4 separate regions of the Mus musculus genome follow, and regions 2, 3 and 4 are each linked to region 1. A link is a contact called in public HiChIP or PLAC-seq data. All regions are on one chromosome and are shown on one strand. The core of a region is the stretch at or near the end of the contact, and the rest is flanking DNA. Distances in the headings are between cores, read along the strand shown. Region 1 has its middle 11 kb from the start of 1700110C19Rik. Region 2 overlaps Pacrg (PARK2 co-regulated). Region 3 overlaps Pacrg (PARK2 co-regulated). Region 4 overlaps Pacrg (PARK2 co-regulated).

What was found. HiChIP or PLAC-seq counts read pairs in DNA pulled down with a chosen protein or histone mark.
Region 2: a contact with region 1 is called in an H3K4me3 HiChIP or PLAC-seq map of bone marrow-derived macrophages, with 4 times the contacts expected there. The contact joins two enhancer-like sites. A contact is called at or near these places in 4 of 39 promoter capture datasets (the 3T3-L1 cell line, hippocampal neurons and liver), 3 of 484 Hi-C or Micro-C datasets (cortical neurons and nephron progenitors) and 4 of 115 datasets of contacts at active chromatin or transcription factors (bone marrow-derived macrophages, embryonic basal ganglia, embryonic hindbrain and 1 more).
Region 3: a contact with region 1 is called in an H3K4me3 HiChIP or PLAC-seq map of bone marrow-derived macrophages, with 4 times the contacts expected there. The contact joins two enhancer-like sites. A contact is called at or near these places in 5 of 39 promoter capture datasets (the 3T3-L1 cell line, cancer-associated fibroblasts, liver and 1 more) and 6 of 115 datasets of contacts at active chromatin or transcription factors (bone marrow-derived macrophages, embryonic basal ganglia, embryonic forebrain and 3 more).
Region 4: a contact with region 1 is called in an H3K4me3 HiChIP or PLAC-seq map of bone marrow-derived macrophages, with 5 times the contacts expected there. The contact joins two enhancer-like sites. A contact is called at or near these places in 8 of 39 promoter capture datasets (the 3T3-L1 cell line, 3T3-L1-derived adipocytes, cancer-associated fibroblasts and 4 more), 11 of 484 Hi-C or Micro-C datasets (the 3T3-L1 cell line, brain, cerebellar granule neurons and 6 more) and 7 of 115 datasets of contacts at active chromatin or transcription factors (bone marrow-derived macrophages, embryonic basal ganglia, embryonic forebrain and 4 more).

The regions. Positions count from the first base shown.
Region 1 is chr17:10,333,270-10,337,486 of GRCm38.p6, forward strand. No RefSeq gene overlaps it. Among named protein-coding and RNA genes, the nearest start is that of 1700110C19Rik, 11 kb to the left of the region's middle. RefSeq lists an enhancer at 294-3,905. Within about 2 kb of position 2,157, at least 204 of the 459 cell types and tissues checked have an H3K27ac peak or open chromatin away from gene starts, as enhancers often do. A contact at or near this core is called in bone marrow-derived macrophages, where this site is marked.
Region 2 is chr17:10,673,414-10,677,924 of GRCm38.p6, forward strand. The region is part of intron 2 of Pacrg (PARK2 co-regulated); the gene reads right to left. Among named protein-coding and RNA genes, the nearest start is that of Gm52294, 120 kb to the left of the region's middle. Within about 2 kb of position 1,853, at least 5 of the 459 cell types and tissues checked have an H3K27ac peak or open chromatin away from gene starts, as enhancers often do. A contact at or near this core is called in bone marrow-derived macrophages, where this site is marked.
Region 3 is chr17:10,701,820-10,706,063 of GRCm38.p6, forward strand. The region is part of intron 2 of Pacrg (PARK2 co-regulated); the gene reads right to left. Among named protein-coding and RNA genes, the nearest start is that of Gm16169, 100 kb to the right of the region's middle. Within about 2 kb of position 2,457, at least 18 of the 459 cell types and tissues checked have an H3K27ac peak or open chromatin away from gene starts, as enhancers often do. A contact at or near this core is called in bone marrow-derived macrophages, where this site is marked.
Region 4 is chr17:10,723,839-10,728,367 of GRCm38.p6, forward strand. The region is part of intron 2 of Pacrg (PARK2 co-regulated); the gene reads right to left. Among named protein-coding and RNA genes, the nearest start is that of Gm16169, 82 kb to the right of the region's middle. Within about 2 kb of position 1,278, at least 16 of the 459 cell types and tissues checked have an H3K27ac peak or open chromatin away from gene starts, as enhancers often do. A contact at or near this core is called in bone marrow-derived macrophages, where this site is marked.

The DNA of each region.
Region 1 (4,217 bases), core at 907-3,406:
TTAAACGTTATTTCCCTTTCATCCTGCACACAAAACCTCCCTTTCACACTTACCCAAAGACTAGGTGTGACCATGTGATGATTTCCGGTCAACAGGATATAACTGGTTGCACCCCTTCTAGGCCTGGCCTGCAAATATCCTTTTTTTTTTTTTCTGCTCTCCATCATTGCCTGACTGATTCAAGCCAGCTGGGTAGGAGCCACACAGGTCCCACAATGAAAGCATGGGCAAAGGCCATTCTCGAGAGCTTTCCCTTGCCACGATCCCGTAGCCCAGATAAGGTTGTGTTGTATTTTCACCAACATGCGCTTGGCAGGCCACAGATAGACCCTGCGCTGGAGAAAGGGCCAGTACTGAATCGTGGAATGTGAGTGATGTCACTGGTGGTACCTGTCCAGTAGGCGCCCTGTCCTTTACCTTCCTGTAAGAAGAGGTACTTCCCTCTCCCCTCTCAGAGAAATGGATTGCCACAGTCACCAAGTTGAGCAGGCAGTCCACGATGAGTGGAGGGACACACAATGTTGGTCCCAGTAACTGGTTCAAGGATAGCTACTACTTGACCCAAAGCAAGAGTGGCAAGTGCTGCTGAAGCTGTCAGCAGAAAACAGGGCCCCTTGTTTAGGCAGATTACTGGCTGAAGATAAAGATGCTTCAGGAATCCTGGTAGCTCGGTGAGGGGCTTGCTGAAGAAGTCAGGAAAAAGCAGAGCTGAAGAGAGCATTTCCCTGTGGCTTGTTGGGGCTCTTGAGCTCATTACGGTTGATTCACATTTCTGTCACCCTGATCCATAAACTTCCTCCTGCCTTAAGGTGATTGGAGCTAGTTTTCACCAGCTTATAAGGGCAAGGTACCAGTTTACCAGCTTTGTCCAGATTCCTTTTAATTTTCAGTGAGCTTCTATCTGATTGAAGGTTTCTTGTAGTAAGTAGTGAACTGGGGCAAATTGGAAGTTTTTATGAAATTTAGCACATTTCCTCCGATGTTTCCTAATAGTAAGATTTAACTAGTAATATTTGTACACTTTCGTTCAAAGCAACATAGTTGCAATCCCAGGTATTTCCAAAATGTGAACTAGGATGTAAGTTATTTTCTATTGCTAACTATTCAGGCTCTCATTGCTGTATAGTGTGTACCCCAAACTAAGCAGGATGCTTCATAAGACCTATAATCCATGTGTTTCATCTCAACCACTGTTAGGTATTACAAGGCTTTGACTTAAAATTCCTACCTGGTTAAAGCAACCCCCTTTCCACAGAGGAGTCTTTGTCCCAAAGCTGCTTAGTTCCATGTTGCCATCCTCTTCCTTTCTGATGAAAACTAGCCTGGCCAATCCATCCTTTACTGCCCCTGTATTCACTCCCAGGCTTTAAGGCCATTGGTCATCCTTCCTGTGAGACAGTGCTTTAGGAAGAAAGGAAGACTGCTCTAGCTTCCTCTCTTGAGCTCTGAGCCTTTGCTCTCTCCCTTGCTCTGTGCACTCCAGACCTCCCAAAATAAAAGCCAGGAGGAGTGTTTAAAAATAGTTTTTAAAAGCTTCATAGGGTGTGTGGGTGTCAAGGTAGCTGTTTGCGTGCAGACTTTCTCTTGGGATTCTGGGTTCTGTGCACAGAACATTTATGGAAGTTTTTCAACCTTCCATAGTGAGTGTCGATGTATTGTGTCTAACCCACAGGCTGATTTTGCGCACGTTTTCCCCGACACAGCCACATTCTGTTCCCTTTTCTTGCCTTACGTATTAGTGTAGACCCCTAGATCTTCATGCCTCACTTCTGTGGGTGGCAAAGGAGAAGGCAGCCGCCAGCGCAGTGGAGAGGGCAAAGCAAACCTGTCTGTTAAGAAAGAGCGGGACAGAACAAAGAGCACACATCCTTTGCCAACAGTCTTCGGAAACAGGCTCAGTCCGCTCATGCGCAGGAAGAAGGCCGGCCCGGGATAGTGTGGGCAGGAACAGGCAGAATGACCCCCGGGGATCACGGGTTTGTTGGAGTTTCCAGCACCTTTCATCCTTTGTCCCCACTTCTGATTCACATGCATATTACCCTGACCAACTCCACACTAAATTCTCTTTCTCCCCCTGGCTCTCTGGAAGGTGGTGGGAACCTCTAAATATTTATGAGGTGTCCGGGACTCTGGTGCTCTTGTGGCGCTAATGAATGCGTGCCTGCGCACAGGGACCCGAAACCCGGCAAAGGGACGGCCACACAGCTCCTGGCCTCGCAGTTCCCAGGCCCGGAAGAAAGCGGGGAGGATGAAGGGAGGAGAAGCTGTTGTCAGGAGAGAAACAAACGGTCGGGCTACACAAAAGAAAGAACAGAGTTCCATCTTTGCCCGCTGGAGCGCTCTGGAGCGGGTAGGAATGTGCGTGAGGCAGGGGAGTAACTCGCCCGATTCCCAAGTCGGAAATGAGTTTCCTAGGAGACAAAGAACCTACCCGCATTTTCTTTTAAGCCCCACTTTCTCCAGTTAAGAGTCTGGACCTCTCGCAGAAGCTGTTAGGGTCCTTTATGCGCTGTTTTCATTAGGGAGCTAAATTCCGTCTTAAAGTGAACTCTCCCTAAATATGTTTGCATAAAGGAATCTATAATTCTAGCTTGGAATGTAAATCACCTGTAGTAACAGGTGGTCTTCGTGGTATCTTAATAGAAAGAGTGATGTATTCATACATTGGAAATGAACCGGGGACGTCGGAATGTCCGGAACATCAAGCACCAGAAAGAATCGTCTGCCTAGCCCCCATTGGCTCGCGTCTCCAGACACCGAGATCTGAGGGCTCCCTCAATGTCACTCCCAGGCGGGGGAGTCTGCAGGCAGCTAGTCTATTGAAGTCATCCATACAATGCTGATTATTTTCCTTTGTAGGTCTCAATATCCAAAAAGATTAAGGTTTTGTTACTTTAAAACACTCGTTCCGGATGCAAGAAACAAGTAACCTTGGCTCCGCTCATCTATCTTCCTAGGATGCTAAAAAAAAAAAAAAAACTAGGAAATCCTACCTCAGGCCTGGTCATGGCCCAAACTTTAGCTCTGCCAAAGGGAGGCAAAGCAGAAACTGAGCCCTAGCTTCCTTTTGAACACACTAGAAGCTCTGCGCAGCTCCGTGACAGCCTGTAAGTCAGTTGTAGAGAGCTAAGACTTCATGTTGGAAGATTCAAAACATGTCCCCAGGATCCCACCCTGCCCTGTCACCCAGACCTGACTATGTGATTCCTAAACATTCCGCACAGGAGAAAGACTGAATTTCTTGTGCTTCTGCACCAGGGCATTTCGTGGAAAAGTGCGAGTTAGTAGGAATATTTAGTAAATGTTTTCAGTGAGCATTGCGTAGCTTTGATCAAAAGAATGTACAGATTCTGTCGCCATTTTGTGAGGTGATAGGACTGAGTTTGTAAACACGACTACTTTGTGGTTGTCTATCGTTGTGGCTTCTACTCCGGTGATCTTTCCAGTTGGCCTTGCTAGGATCTGCAAAGGACTCCAGAGAGCTAGCTCCCCACTGACTCGAAGTGTGCTTTTAGAACCAGTGAGCAGAGCGCATACAATTCATCCCAAGTTTTTGTGTGTTTTTTTATTTTGGCTGGCGTTTTGACGAGTTTGCCGATCTGCTTACTGGCTTGTTCTGAGCACGCTGTCTTCTTCCTAAGGTACCTTTGACTGACTTGGAACTCGTAACCAACCTCCTGCCTTTGCCTTCCCAGTGCTAAAATCCTGGCTGTGCCACCATAACTTGGTTTCCTGTAAATTATGAGCCTTTAAGAAATGTGTCTATTCTTCTGGAACGATGTCACCAATTAACTTCACCTTAAAAGTGGTATATTAAAATAACCTATATGGGAATAGGTGGTAGGAGGGGCTGTATTTTAAAGTGTAAGATTCACAGAAGAAGGAAGGTCAGGCCCCTGTTCTATTATCCTTGAGTAGAACATCCTAGAATGTGCTAGAATGAGGTTCCATGAAAGCTCAGATATAACCTTAGGGGTCGGGAAAGAGTGACGTTTTCTGATGGGGCAGAGGGAGCTAGGGATGAACATGTGAACATGGAGGGTACACGTTTGTCCAGGAAAATTACACAATCACAGAAACTGTTACTACCCATAAAATCGCAAGGCCTATTCTAAACACATTGTTCACATTAGGAAGAAGGGGATGTGAGCATTCTAATGCACAAAATGAGGCTTTTTGAACTGAAAGATTTCTGCAGGCAATTTGATGCTAAGTGC
Region 2 (4,511 bases), core at 603-3,102, 340 kb after region 1:
GAATTACTTATAAATGGTCTTCAGGGTTTTGCATATCTTTAAAACTCATCCTCTGTCCTCAGTTTCCCACGATGTAAACATTTCTAGCTGCGCTGGCAATGTCTTTCATTACTGTGAGACCTGGTGGCGAGGGGCATGAATTGTGGACAGGAACATCAGTGTACAGATGCATGGGCAGTAAGGGGGGAATCCCAGGAGAGACTCTGGGATTCTCTGCCTCCTCTACTACATCCAAAGACTCTCTCTGCTTTCCTGGAGCCCCAAAACTCTATCCTCCACCCCTCCAGACCCATCTGTCCATACTCAGTAGTGAACCCATACAGATGTGCTGCTGTCCGAGTGGAGCCCCTTAGGATAGGAAATGAACAGGAGAGAGGCCTGGGACAGTGTTTCTGACTGACACAAACACGCCTCATTTCCAGTGCATGGTCAGGCCCGGCTGCCATACTCAACCTTTCCCTTGCTGCCTCCCAAGATCAGGGTGTGAATTCTGAATCTTGGGTAGTTTGGGAAGGATCAGCATCACAAATGAATCACACAGCACACCCTCTTCTGTGTATCCCCAGAAGATATGACCACCCTGGGAATCAAAAACACCCTTCTTCCTGCTTGCAGCCCCTCCTACTGGAGCCAGTCAATTATCCCTCTGCTTCTCTTCTTCCCTTTCTTTTTCTCCTGTTCTCATTTGTTTTTGGCTTCCTTCCCTGTAGGTCTGGAAATGGCAGGCAGTCTCAAGACAATTTCATTTTTAAGTCCAGGCATATCAGCATGTAGGAGTGATCTCTGGGTATATTTATACAGTGACCGGTATATTTCCAGTTACCCAGTACTAGTTGTTGGTCCTGGGCCACACAGTTAATTACTACTACAAGTTTATTTTTCTATATTCTCAATTACTGACTCCAGCCTAATCAGTAATTTAGGACAAAGTGTAACAAACTATGACCTGATTTGTCAACATTCATCTCTGCAAAGTAACAGAGGAATCAGTTTATAGGATTAGGTATCAAAGGTTCACTCGCCCAAGCTCTGCCTTTATTGCATTGCCCTTCGCCGCCACATGCCACACGCGTAAACTACCGGATTCAAGAGAACAAGTAACACAGTTTTACCACCCAGCACAATGGCAAGCTCATAGTAGGTCTCAAAATGTGTTTAGTTAAAATGGAAAATATTAGCAAGGCAAAGAAGAAAACTGTCCTCGACAACTATTGGGCGGTGTTATGTAGCATTAGGCACGGAAGTATTTAGAGAGTGAACCAATGTTTGTGGCCAAATGCTTACACAATTCCAAAAATAAGGTTAAAATATTTGGTGCTATTAATTTTACATTGAGAGGCTTAGCAGTGTGTGTGTGTGCGCATATGTGTATAATATACATACCCCTTGTTTCTCATGTTTAACATGAGGCAAGAGATTCTAAAGCACCTGCCTCATTAGTCTGACAATTAAATAACCAAACCATCATTTTCTTTTCTAATGCAGCAGAAAACTTAATTTAAAGTACATTAAAATAGACTGTTGCTTTGAGCTTTTCGGTACCACATATAAAATGAAACAATTAATTAGCTGAGCATATTAGTCTACTCTTAGTTACTTTTCTGTTGCTGTGATAATATAACCTGACAAAAGCAAAGGAATGGAGGAAGGGTTTGCTCTGGCTCACACTCCCAGAGCATCGCAGCCCATCCTGGTGTCTAAGATACAGCAGCAGACAGACAGGTGCTTGGTTGGTCACATAGCATCCACACTGGAGAGTGAGTGCGGAAGTGGGGCTGGGCTATGACATCTCACTGCCTGCCCCTAGGCAATCTTTCCTCCAAAGAGGCTTCACTTCCCCTTGGTGGTTCCACAGCCTTCCCAAACACTGCTGCCATCTGCAGACCAAGTAAGCCAAGTAAGGGGACATTTCCCCTTCAATCTACTACAACCTAAAACACAGCAGAAGCTCCGAGCAGGAAAACAGTGCTTTTCATTTGCCAATTAGCAAGCAGGAACTGTGCAAAGACACTGAGATTTTAAGGGTTTAGTTTTCCTATAATCAAATCTTTAAAACAGTTGAAATTGGCACACTGTAGTAATAGTTCATCCTTATGATTATTAGATGTTTTAAGGAAGGTATCAATCAATTATATACTGTCTTCCATTCCTGATTTTGTGCTGCGTGTACAGGAAAACCCAAAGGCAGCTTGTGCGTGCATTAGAAGGAGACACAGCTTGTGCGTGCATTAGAGGTCCACAGAGTTAGTGCATTTACATCTGAAAAAAGGATACACCACCCTTCTTCCCTGTTTCAGCATACGTAAATGACTTTTGTTAGGGGACTGATACCTGTAAGAGAGGGGAAGGGAGAAGGAGGGGGAGATGGAGAGAGAAAGGGGGAGGGGAAGGGAGGAGGCAGTGCACATCAGCCCTGCCAGTCAAGCTCTGCAGCCTTTCTAGCCTGGGCCAAAGATAGATCAGTGCTGTCTGATGTTAGCTTGAGTGGGTCGGAAATGACCTCAAGGTCACTTTAACCCCAGAATTCATGGGAGCAATCACTTTCAATGCTTAAAAAACACAAACCAGATTCAAGCTTCTGCTTTACTAATGCTAACTTCTGGAGGGGACGCGGGCATTCTTCTTTAAGAATTACTTGCAATAAAGTTTGAAATTATTTTCTTCTGCATATCGGTTTTCATGCTGTATACCCAAAAGAAACTTCCTATGCCAGTGAAGAATGGGATTAAGTCTGAAAACAAATGGGGTTGTTCAGTGGATGCTCAGCTGTGACATAGCTAAGGCTACCCCGTTGTTCTTCAGTCCCAGTTCTCCTGGGCTGTCATTTCTACACAGGTAAAGCAACAGATACGGCAAAGTAAGTGGAGTAGACAGGCTCAGATGCAGCCGTGACATCTCGGCTTTCTTAAAAAGTCATGCCACTGAATGCCAAGTAGGAGGTAGAAAACTACAATGGGCTCTGGATCCCAGCAAATACACACAGACTTCAGCAGAGGGAATCTTTTCCTTTTTCAAAATACAGATATCTCTTATCACTGCTAGAGACAAATTACTTAGCAAGAAAAATTCACGTATTTATCAGTAGATATAATATCACATGCAAAAAGTCGAAGCGAGAGGAAACCCCAGAGAAAGCAATAAATCACCAGTGCATCTGAGCTGCAGACACCAATGCCGAGTGCCGAGCTGAGCCGGCGCCATCCTCTGCCCAGTCACTGCAAAGGATGATGCATGCTGCTTAACATGGCCCTTCCATGTACCTGAGCCCTTGCTAAACAGGGCTATCTCCTTAAAGATGCGATACGATTTAGTGTGGTTGTTAGTTCAATTCCAGGACTCTCTCGAGCCCAGACTATCAATCATGCCGAGTGGTGGAATTATTCATACAGTTCAGTGCTCTGGACTGCTGTTCACAAGAGACTGGAGAGATACGATCAAGCTCATTTAATTTAGACTTGAAGCTGGACCTGAACTTCACTCCCAGTGGAGGAGAGCTGTTTATCTACTGAGTCACCCAATTCCTTAGGTTTTGTTAAAGTGGTTTCCGATGGAGGATTCTTTCAGGATACTTTTCATTAAAGAGGAAAGGGTAATAGCATGAAAATTCAGAGATCTAAATAGCAGCAAGGGATTCCCAAGTTTGAGCTACTGAAAGGGGAAAAGTGGATATAAATAGGTTCAAACTATTGTGTGACCGGTAAGAAAAGTGCATGGTGCAATTTTAAGTTGTGTTTTTCTTGTGGTGGTGTCCTGTAATAACAGAATAGATCAGCAACTAAATAAATAATGGTTGAGGTTACACAGAGAAGAGCTAATTTATTAGAAAATGAGTCCCCATGCACAGCGACTCTCAGAAGTGTGGAGAATGGCTGTCACCCCTGTCCTCTTGGGTTCAGCTGCGTGGGAGCTGCTCAGGCTTCTGTTTAATCACAGACCTCATTTCTCTCCCTGGAGAGTTTCTCTCCTCAGATTCATCAGCACAAATCTGGGAGTGGAGGCAAATTCTTGGGGGGCACAAAGCAAAGCTTACGGGGTGCAGCTGGGGAAGCCATGCTGGCCTTAGAAGGAAGCTCCTGCCTCTTGCTCTCTCTACCCTGATAGCTAACTCTGCCTTCAAGGAGGACAACTAAGATGTCAGAAGGCTAAACAGACTTGCCTTTCAAGACTGTCAGCTTAAAGAAGAGCTGAATTGCTTCTCTGGAGCCTTCCTACACTATAGTCCACGATTTGGCTTAAAATGATTATATAAGAAAAATACCTCCTGACATACTTGGGAGATGTACAGTATCAACCATCAAGGCCACATAAAAGGGGCAAGGACACATTGCAGAGGGTAAAACTATCTTATCAACAGCTGGAAAACTATCCTTCTCTCTGTGCTGGTTTAAATTCTTCCTTGTATCAAAGATACATAATATTTCCCACCTGTGCTGCATGTGTTTTCTCCCAGGATAGGGTCTAGTCCAGTTTGTCTTTGCTGGCTGGCTTATTGTACTGTCTCCTTTCTCTTC
Region 3 (4,244 bases), core at 1,207-3,706, 370 kb after region 1:
GCAGACTGGATCCAGACAGAGAACAACTGTTCTAGGAAGCTGTATCCATGCGTTGTCCTTAACACTGGTAAACATGTAACATTTCAGAAGTTCTTTCAATTTTTCCTTATAAATTGTTATGGCATCTAGGCCAGATAGTTATGTGTTCATTTGATGTTCATATGGTTGCATTAGGTTCTTCCAGAGGTATCGGAGTATAATTCGATATTAGTTAATGGTTACTAAAAAAAAAATTGTCAAATTTTCTAACAGAATATATTTTAAATGAATTTAACTCAGGGAAATATCTATGAAAATGAACATCCCTTACAATGAGGAAAAAAATCAATGTTCAATTTATTGAATATTATTGTTTTGAACAATCTGGTGTCTAAATAAATGTATATTGAATTTGCTGATTAAACAAAACAAAACAAGAAAAGTAGTGCCTTCCAGGCATGATCGTTTTGAATAGCCTCAGTCACAGGGCAGGTAGACACAGCATGCACCTTGTGTGCCATTTGCCGTTTGTATGCCAGTTAATTAGTTCGTGATTGTGAGCAGTCACACAGCCATGAACCAAAGCCTGGAAACAGGAGTACAATGAATGTCAGAGACAGGGCTAAAGAGAGGGAAGGAGTGGGAGAGGAAATGGGAAGAGAGGGGAGAAGGAAAGAGTGTGCGAGAAGGAATTGAGAAAGATTAAGGGTAAAGGCAGAGATGGATGAGGTAAGACAGAGAAGACAGGTTTTCCGGCGTGAGTGGCAAGGGGGTAAGGCTCTAGTAATGTCTTAGGTTTGTGTGTGTGTGTGTGTGTGTGTGTGTGTTTTGTAGTACTGATTCAAATTTATTTTATTTTAATCATAAACATCTCAAGAATTTACTTTTTTATTCTAGAGCTGGGTATTTCAAGCTGTAAAATGGAGGAAGTATTTCTCTGACCTGGGCTTCACAACAAAGAGAGCAAAGGTAGAAGACAGATATAATTGCTTTCTTAATTCATGACTCTGGGATCAGAGTGCACTCTGTGATTTAAAATTGTCTGGACACAGAGACTCAAATTTGTCTCTGAAATGGACTCAGAGACATGTGGCTTCTGACTCAGATGCAAAGGTCACAGTGCTGACTCATGTGCTTCAGAGCCAGATATTTTGTTTCCCATTCCAGAAGCAAGGCCACTTGCTAGGACTGTAAAGTTCCCACATTTGCAGGCAGAAGTGGAGAAGAGGGGTGGCGGCATGTGTCCTGCGGAAAGACTGCAGCGTGGAGGCTGGGAGTCAGCAGTCTTCCGGTGACTCTGCACATTATTCAGTGTGCCGAGAGACAGGCTGCATGCAAGGGGTCTTCCCAGCTGTGTGGGTGGAACCACCACGGCAATAAATAAGACAACACGATGGACCCGAGGCACATGCAACATGAGGAGTGAATATGAACTTCGGAGGGATAGTCTACAAAGCCAGATATCTAAGGCAGAGTCAGAAAGGAGTGTCCTCACAATTGGCACTTTTGGGGAAAGCATCTACAGAGGTATATATAGAAGAAAAAGAAGCTGGTGTTCTATGAAGGGGGTATTTGCAACCACTTGTGTGTGTCAGTGAGTCTGTGGACAGATGTTGACTTTAGGGAGACCTGGCTGTGTGTGAGGATAAATACCAAAGCGGCCAGGAGCCTGTTGCTAGAAGGAAGGGGACAATTACATCTCGGATAGACTTAGGAAAAGTTAATATTCACAAAAATTCTTACTTTGTACTGCAGTAGAACAGTTCATGAGACTATTGGCAGTCTTTGGCAAGACACAGTCTCTCCAAAACAGGAAAGTGTCACAAGAAAAGCAGTGAAGGTCAAAATGCTGACAAGAAAGCAAAAGATTGCTGCTAATTAACATAATTAACATAAATGTTAGTTCACTCACTGTACAGGGAAAAGAGAAAGAAATATCTGAAAAAAAGCAACAGACAAAAATCTCCCCCCAATTAGATTCTAGTCAATAAGCATAGATTCTAGACTCTCAACATACTGCAAGAAAAAAACATGTCAAAGAAATCATATCTGGATGTGCTGGCATCTAAATGCAAGAGGCCATGACAAGGGAAAGTCTTAAAGAACCAAGGAAAGAGAACATTACACACAAAGGAAGAACGATTCCAATGTTCAGACGTCACATCAGCAGAAGGCAGGAGAGACACATCTTCATGACCCTCCGAGAAAACATGGCCTCAGAAGTCTGCTAGGAATATCCTTCAAGGATGGGGGTAAGGAAAAACATTTTTAGGTCATAAAAACATGTATGGCTGATTAGCACTAAAATTGTTTCACTGTCTTGTGATGTTTTTAGTGTTGGTAGATTTAAGCCTAGCAACGTAAACCAAAAAGCTATACAGCTAAAGACCATAGGGGAGGGATGCATGTATGTGCTAACCTAAGCAATCGGTAAAGGGTGAGGCATCTGTATTGTAACACACAAAGCAACCACAAAATAGAGAAGAGCAGCCTGTATCTAAAAGATACTATAGAAGTCAACCAATCTTTAAAAAGAGGAAGGGGAGGAGTGAAGAAAAGAACAGAACAGAGTAACACAAACAGTTGCTGCAAAAACAAACTATAGCACAGACTGTGATTCAGCATCATCAAGAATCACACTAAACCAGCACTAGACAGATGCCTGAAGACAGAAGTTCATAGACCAAGCATGGCCAGTTTCTATTGTGTGCGTGCATGTGTGTGCACGCTTGCATGTGTGTACAAATGTATGTATATGATCTGTAACTATTCTAAATGCAGTAGCTATCTCAGTCGATTTATTGTTTCAAAATATTTGAAGAGATTTTTTTTTCCAAGTAAGTAATTTCAAACCACAGCCAACAAGAGTTTTTTCTGGTAACAGAAGGCAAAAAACCCTCGAGTTCTGAACTATGAGTGAGAGTTGTCTTTGATAGAGAACAAAATCTCACACACTTGTTCTTGCAAAACCCTTTGTGTGGAACTGTCCATCTTCTGGGACCCAATGACTCTTCATCTGCAGACCAAAGAGGCCACTTTATTGTCTCGGTCACACTGTGATGTCTCCGCACCTCATGCAAAGCCGAAATAAATGAGCAGAAAATGAAGCTGTTTGTTGAAAATAATGTAGTTCCTAGTTTTACTTGTGCAAATTGATGAGAACAAACTAATCCAGGACCAGGTGTTTCTAGTGACTCAGGGCATGCATAAACTATGCTGTCAGAGCATGTGCCTAACATTTCTCAGTATGACATCTCTCTGCTTAGGGATGGTAAAAAAATATAAAAAAATAAAAATAAAAATGCCTTTTTAAACCATGACCACTGATGAGTGGGTTTTCAGAAGTCACATCTATAGGAAACTATGGGCTATAATAATTCCATGCTGCTCTTTGGGAGTGTGTTGGAGCCTCCCTGGTTTCTACTTCCACTGACGCATGGGAATGGGAAAGGAAGCCAGTCTAACTAGACCCCGAATTGCTGGGGACTCCTACCACTTGAAACTATATATGCTTTAAAGTCATTTTGTTTCCTTTTTAAAGGTTTATTTTATTTTTTTAATTTTATTTTTAAAGACAAGATTTCTCACTGTGTGGCTCTGGCTAACATAGGATTTGCTGTGTAGTCCAGGATAACCTCCAACTGACAATGGTCTACCTGCCTCTGCTCCCCAAGTGCTAGGGTTAAAGAAAGCCCTGTGTCACCATACTTCTTCATACATGTGACCTGTTCTCTTTTGGGATAAAACATGTTAGTATGTATCAAAATAGAAAAGTCCAAAGTCAAAGATTTTTCTAACTGAAATAATAATAATTGGTGTTTATTCATCAACTCGCTACGTCTCCAAGTCTAATTACCCAAAGGGACAAACAATGCAGCTCAGATCAAACTGTACCTGAAGTTGTTTGGTTCATCTTACATTTGTATACAGAAGGTAACTAGGATAAGAAAACTATTTCCTGTATCACTCCTTCTACTAATCAAATAAATTCTCAAGTTTTAGGGATTTCAGGGCAGCTGAAACTACATGGGTTTCCTTGTGTTCCCCTTCCCTGCAAACTGCCCACTCTCTTTCTGCCTTGGGATGGAACCCAGAGCTTCACATATGTTAGGCATGCATCCTATCACGCAAAGATACCTGGCTCCAGGGTGAGGATTGCAGAGTCAGGCAGTCCTTGATTAACTACACTCCTTCTCAGTATTTCTCACCAGCATGACCTGTCTTATAAAACACACCCACGCAGGCTCTTAACCTAGCTGATCTAG
Region 4 (4,529 bases), core at 28-2,527, 390 kb after region 1:
AGATTTCTTTTCTTTATCAATGACACTGCTTGCAGTATTCAGTTACAGTAACATAGAATAAACAAACACACTGGCGATTCAGAAGCTTAATAAACTGTCAATAGGCATGCTCTAATAGAGTATCTGCTTTGATGCTAGGTAGGGATGTAGTCCATATTCTGGTTTTTCCTGTCCTCTCTTATTTTTAAAAACCATCGGGGACATCAGCATGAGGAGCTGCCAACACCAGGACAACATTGTGCAACAGCCACAGATTAGCCAGAGCACAGATCAGTCTTCCCTCTTGAGTCTTAAATAGCTTTCCATTTGCTTCCATGTCCTCAAACACTACACAGCCCTGGATTCATGCTTTAGCATTTGACTTCCAGCTTCCACTCACAAGATGTCAACATTGCCACATCAAGATCAAAGTCATCTGTGACTTTGAGGAAGACACCAGATAGGCACAATTTACTTTTTATTATGAATTTTGTACTATGTATGAGGGATAATGGTTTATAGGAATGAGAGATAACTGTATTCTAAATTGATCCATAAGTTTTACTTTTTCAATCATTCTTGCTTACTAGTCAGAACTGACCTTGGGATGTATAAGCGAATATTGCCTGAAAGCCTGGGGATATTATGTTTTGCTATTTTTGTTCATAAATAGGGATCTGTAAAGACAAACCCCCATCCACTTTGGATTGTCAAACTCCTGCAAGGATTTTCTCTTCTGCAGCATGGGATATAATGGACTTTGCTCTCTTTTCCTCCTCTGCATTTTCTACAGTCAACAGAAGCATTGGTGTTACAATGTATCTAACAGTCCAAGCTGAACCCAGACAATCTAAGGTCATAGAGATGACCTCTTATGTAGATTCCTGTAAGGTGAATGGACTTATCACAAGTTCTCAAGTAGCAGCCTTGCATGACATTTCAGTGGTGATGGGGGAGTCTATGGCACTAAATTTGCACACAGTACTCCTCAGGGTTACTGATGCTTATGTGGGGTCAGTAAAGCACTCTCCTTTGCAATGACCACTGTCTAACACAGCTATGTCTTGCTAGACCCTATTTCACATCTGTGTTCTTTCTGGATGTTCTGACTCTTACATCAAAAACAGCATGATGAGGGATCTAGGGTATGGCTGGATCTTGACATTACAGGAGAGGAAGGAGGCTACCACGTGCCTAGGACCTGTCATATGCCGGGTGCTCTGATGAGGTTGCTAAAGATAGATACTCAACAAGTTCCAATGCATGCCATATAGAGAGGCAGCCTCAGAGACATGTGGAAGTTGAAACCCAGAGGAGGAAGTAGCACAAACGTTCCCATCCTTTCACTAGCCATGGGCATATCTTAGCCACTATCTTCCATATTTTCTAGTATATTGAAAGTAGCATCTCCATCTGCCTTGTTTACTGTTTTATCTGCAAAAACTGACCTAGGGCCCAGCACACAGCAAGTGTTCAATACATATTTGTTGAGTGGATGACTGAGTGGATGGATGAATGAATGAGTCGATTTTCCTCTGATGTTTAATCTTCATTTTTAGTTTGTTGGATTAAAAGACACTTAGGAGACTGATAAGCACATCTCAAAGTGTGTCTATAGCAACATTTCCAGACACAATTAACTAAGGCAAGGCAATCCTCCCCAAGTGGTACCAACACATCTTGAGGTGTGTGTGCGTGGGGGGGGTAAATCTGGGGTGGGGGAGGTGGAAGTGGTAGTTCTGTTGAACACAGGCATTCTTGCTTTGCTTCCGGGTCTCTATGACATGAGTTGTTTTCCTCTACCAAGCCCCCCTCTTCCAACCAGATAAATTAAAACCTTTGAGATTTTGAAGCAAAACAAATTTTTCCTTCATCATGCTGTATATAATCGATATTTTATCACAGCAACAGAAAGTGTGACTATTATATTCTCCATTTGGTCACTGATTGGAATCCTTACGAGATCATCTTATGCCCTATATAGAATTCATCAGATGTCTGTGCGTTGTAGCTGGAAGGAGCTCATGCAAGTGGACAGTGTGGATTAGGGTTAGCACCAAATAGTCTGCTCCTATGATGCCTGCACCTTACATGCAAGTCCCTGAGTTCCCTCACACAGACACACAGGCACAGGCACAGGCACACAGACACACAGACACACAGACACACAGACAAACAGGCACAGACTCACAGACACACAGACACACAGGCACAGGCACAGGCACAGGCACAGACACAGACACACAGACACACAGACACACAGACACACAGGCACAGGCACACAGACACACAGACACACAGACACACAGACACACAGACACACAGGCACAGGCTCAGGCACAGGCACAGGCATAGGCACACAGACACACAGACACACAGACACAGGCACAGGCACAGACACAGACACACAGACACACAGACACACAGACACACAGACACACAGACACACAGACACACAGACACACAGGCACAGGCACAGGCACAGGCACAGACACAGACAGACACAGGCACAGACACAGACAGACACAGACACACAGACACAGACAGACACGGACATACAGACACACAGACACAGAAACAGACGCAGAAACAGACACAGACAGACACGGACACACAGACACAGACACACACAGACACATACACAGACACAGAGAGAGAGAGAGAGAGAGAGAGACAGACAGACAGACAGACAGAGACAGAGAGAGAGAGACACAGAGACACACACACAGAGAGACACACACACCCTACAGAAAAAATTAAGGCACATGGTGACACAGTTGTTTTCTGCCTATTATATGTAATAATTGAACCTTAGCTCTCTGCCCAGACGAAGAACTAACACATAGCTTTACCTGACTTACCTGCTGCTCCCCGAAAAATTTCCCTGTGGAATAATGATCAATTGTCATAGCAGGGATTACTTAAGACTCTTGAGGAAGGTTGCAAACAGGCTATGACTCTCCTTCTACTAACGATGTATTTAGCACACATTTACATGAAGCCCAGTATTAGTCTTTGTGAAATGTAAAATACACTGAGTTTAAAATTGAGCTTTATCATATAAACTAAGGGGTGTTTTTTTAAGTTAATGGGAGTATTTAGGACATGTTGTAGTTTCTTTGTACACAATTAGCTTTTATAAGGAGCAAAATCTTTTGGAATAAAAAAATTAAGCAGGATGAAATTTTAATACAGAATATAAGAACCACTCCACAATAGCAGTAATGTTTACGGAGCACAAGCTAAGGAAAGCAAAAAGCTGTTAGCTTGTCACCATCGTCCTTGGTTCTGTTAGGATTTAGAATGATGTGGGATTTATGCATGGAACAGCTCAGAACACCCATTACTCATAGGAAACTATAAGCTGAACAGTCATTTTGTGTGGTATAGAAGGTTTAATTTTTAACCTCTCCCACATGTGTTAGCATTGTCTTAATATTCAAAGATTTCTAGATTTTACTCAAAACATTTAACATACTTCCCCCGTCAGTGATGGGGACCAAACCAAGGCTCACACATAAACCATTTCAATGTATAAAATAAGTAAAACTATTTAATTCTATAGACCAAAGGAAAAAAGAAAGAATTACATAATGTAAGAATTATTCTAATATTTTAAAGTGTCAAATACTGTGAGTTAAGTAGCTAGTCCTTGCTAAAATGCTTATTGTTATTACTTTATCCAGAAGATGATTCATCATGATAGTTCTACTGGTGAAGTTTTATTCACGGGAAGAAACATCAAAAATTACATTTAATTATTCCCTTCTTATTACTCACAAAGTTGACTTTAAAAACTGCTTCTGTACTTTACACTCCTCTCTCAATGCTATAACATTAAATTTTAATTATACTGTGGAAATATGAATCATAGTTTTGCATTTTATCCACATTAATAGGTAAAACCCCCAAATTTATGTTTAGAATTCTCGTATGATAACAAGGTAGGAAATACTCCTAGGATTACCTTTAGTTCATACTGTCCACTGCTTGTCTATTAGCATCTATTCCCTCACAGTTTAGTACCTCAAGAGTTAAACTAACTTATTTCCTCAAAATAATGTCATAAGAGACAAATTCCAGCCCTCAACTTTGTTACCATGGTGACTGTACTATCTAATATACTGGGATAGGAGACTGCTCATTCGTGAATATAATTCTATAAAGGAGATGATGGTACATCTTTAATGAACAGCAATGAGTCCTCTGACAAGAAGGAAAATTCCTTCTCAGCAAGGAGAGGAACCACTGTTTGTGAGCCAAAGGACACTGCAAAATGTTTTCTCTGAATATTTCTTTAATATACCAACTGCTTTTGGCCTGATAATCTATGACTGGACAAGTCATCGGCTCTGGGGGAACCTATTACTTCTCTGTGCTAAAAGGACACAATATTAAACAGCCTCCTAATACTGACCAGTATACCCACAGATCATTGCATCTTCCACACTGCTTTCAGGGAGCTGCTCCCTTCAGTACATGATAGTCAGGAAGAACTACCACAAAGCAGCATTTGCAAAGAGCTAGGAGACCACTTTTAAAATGTTGAG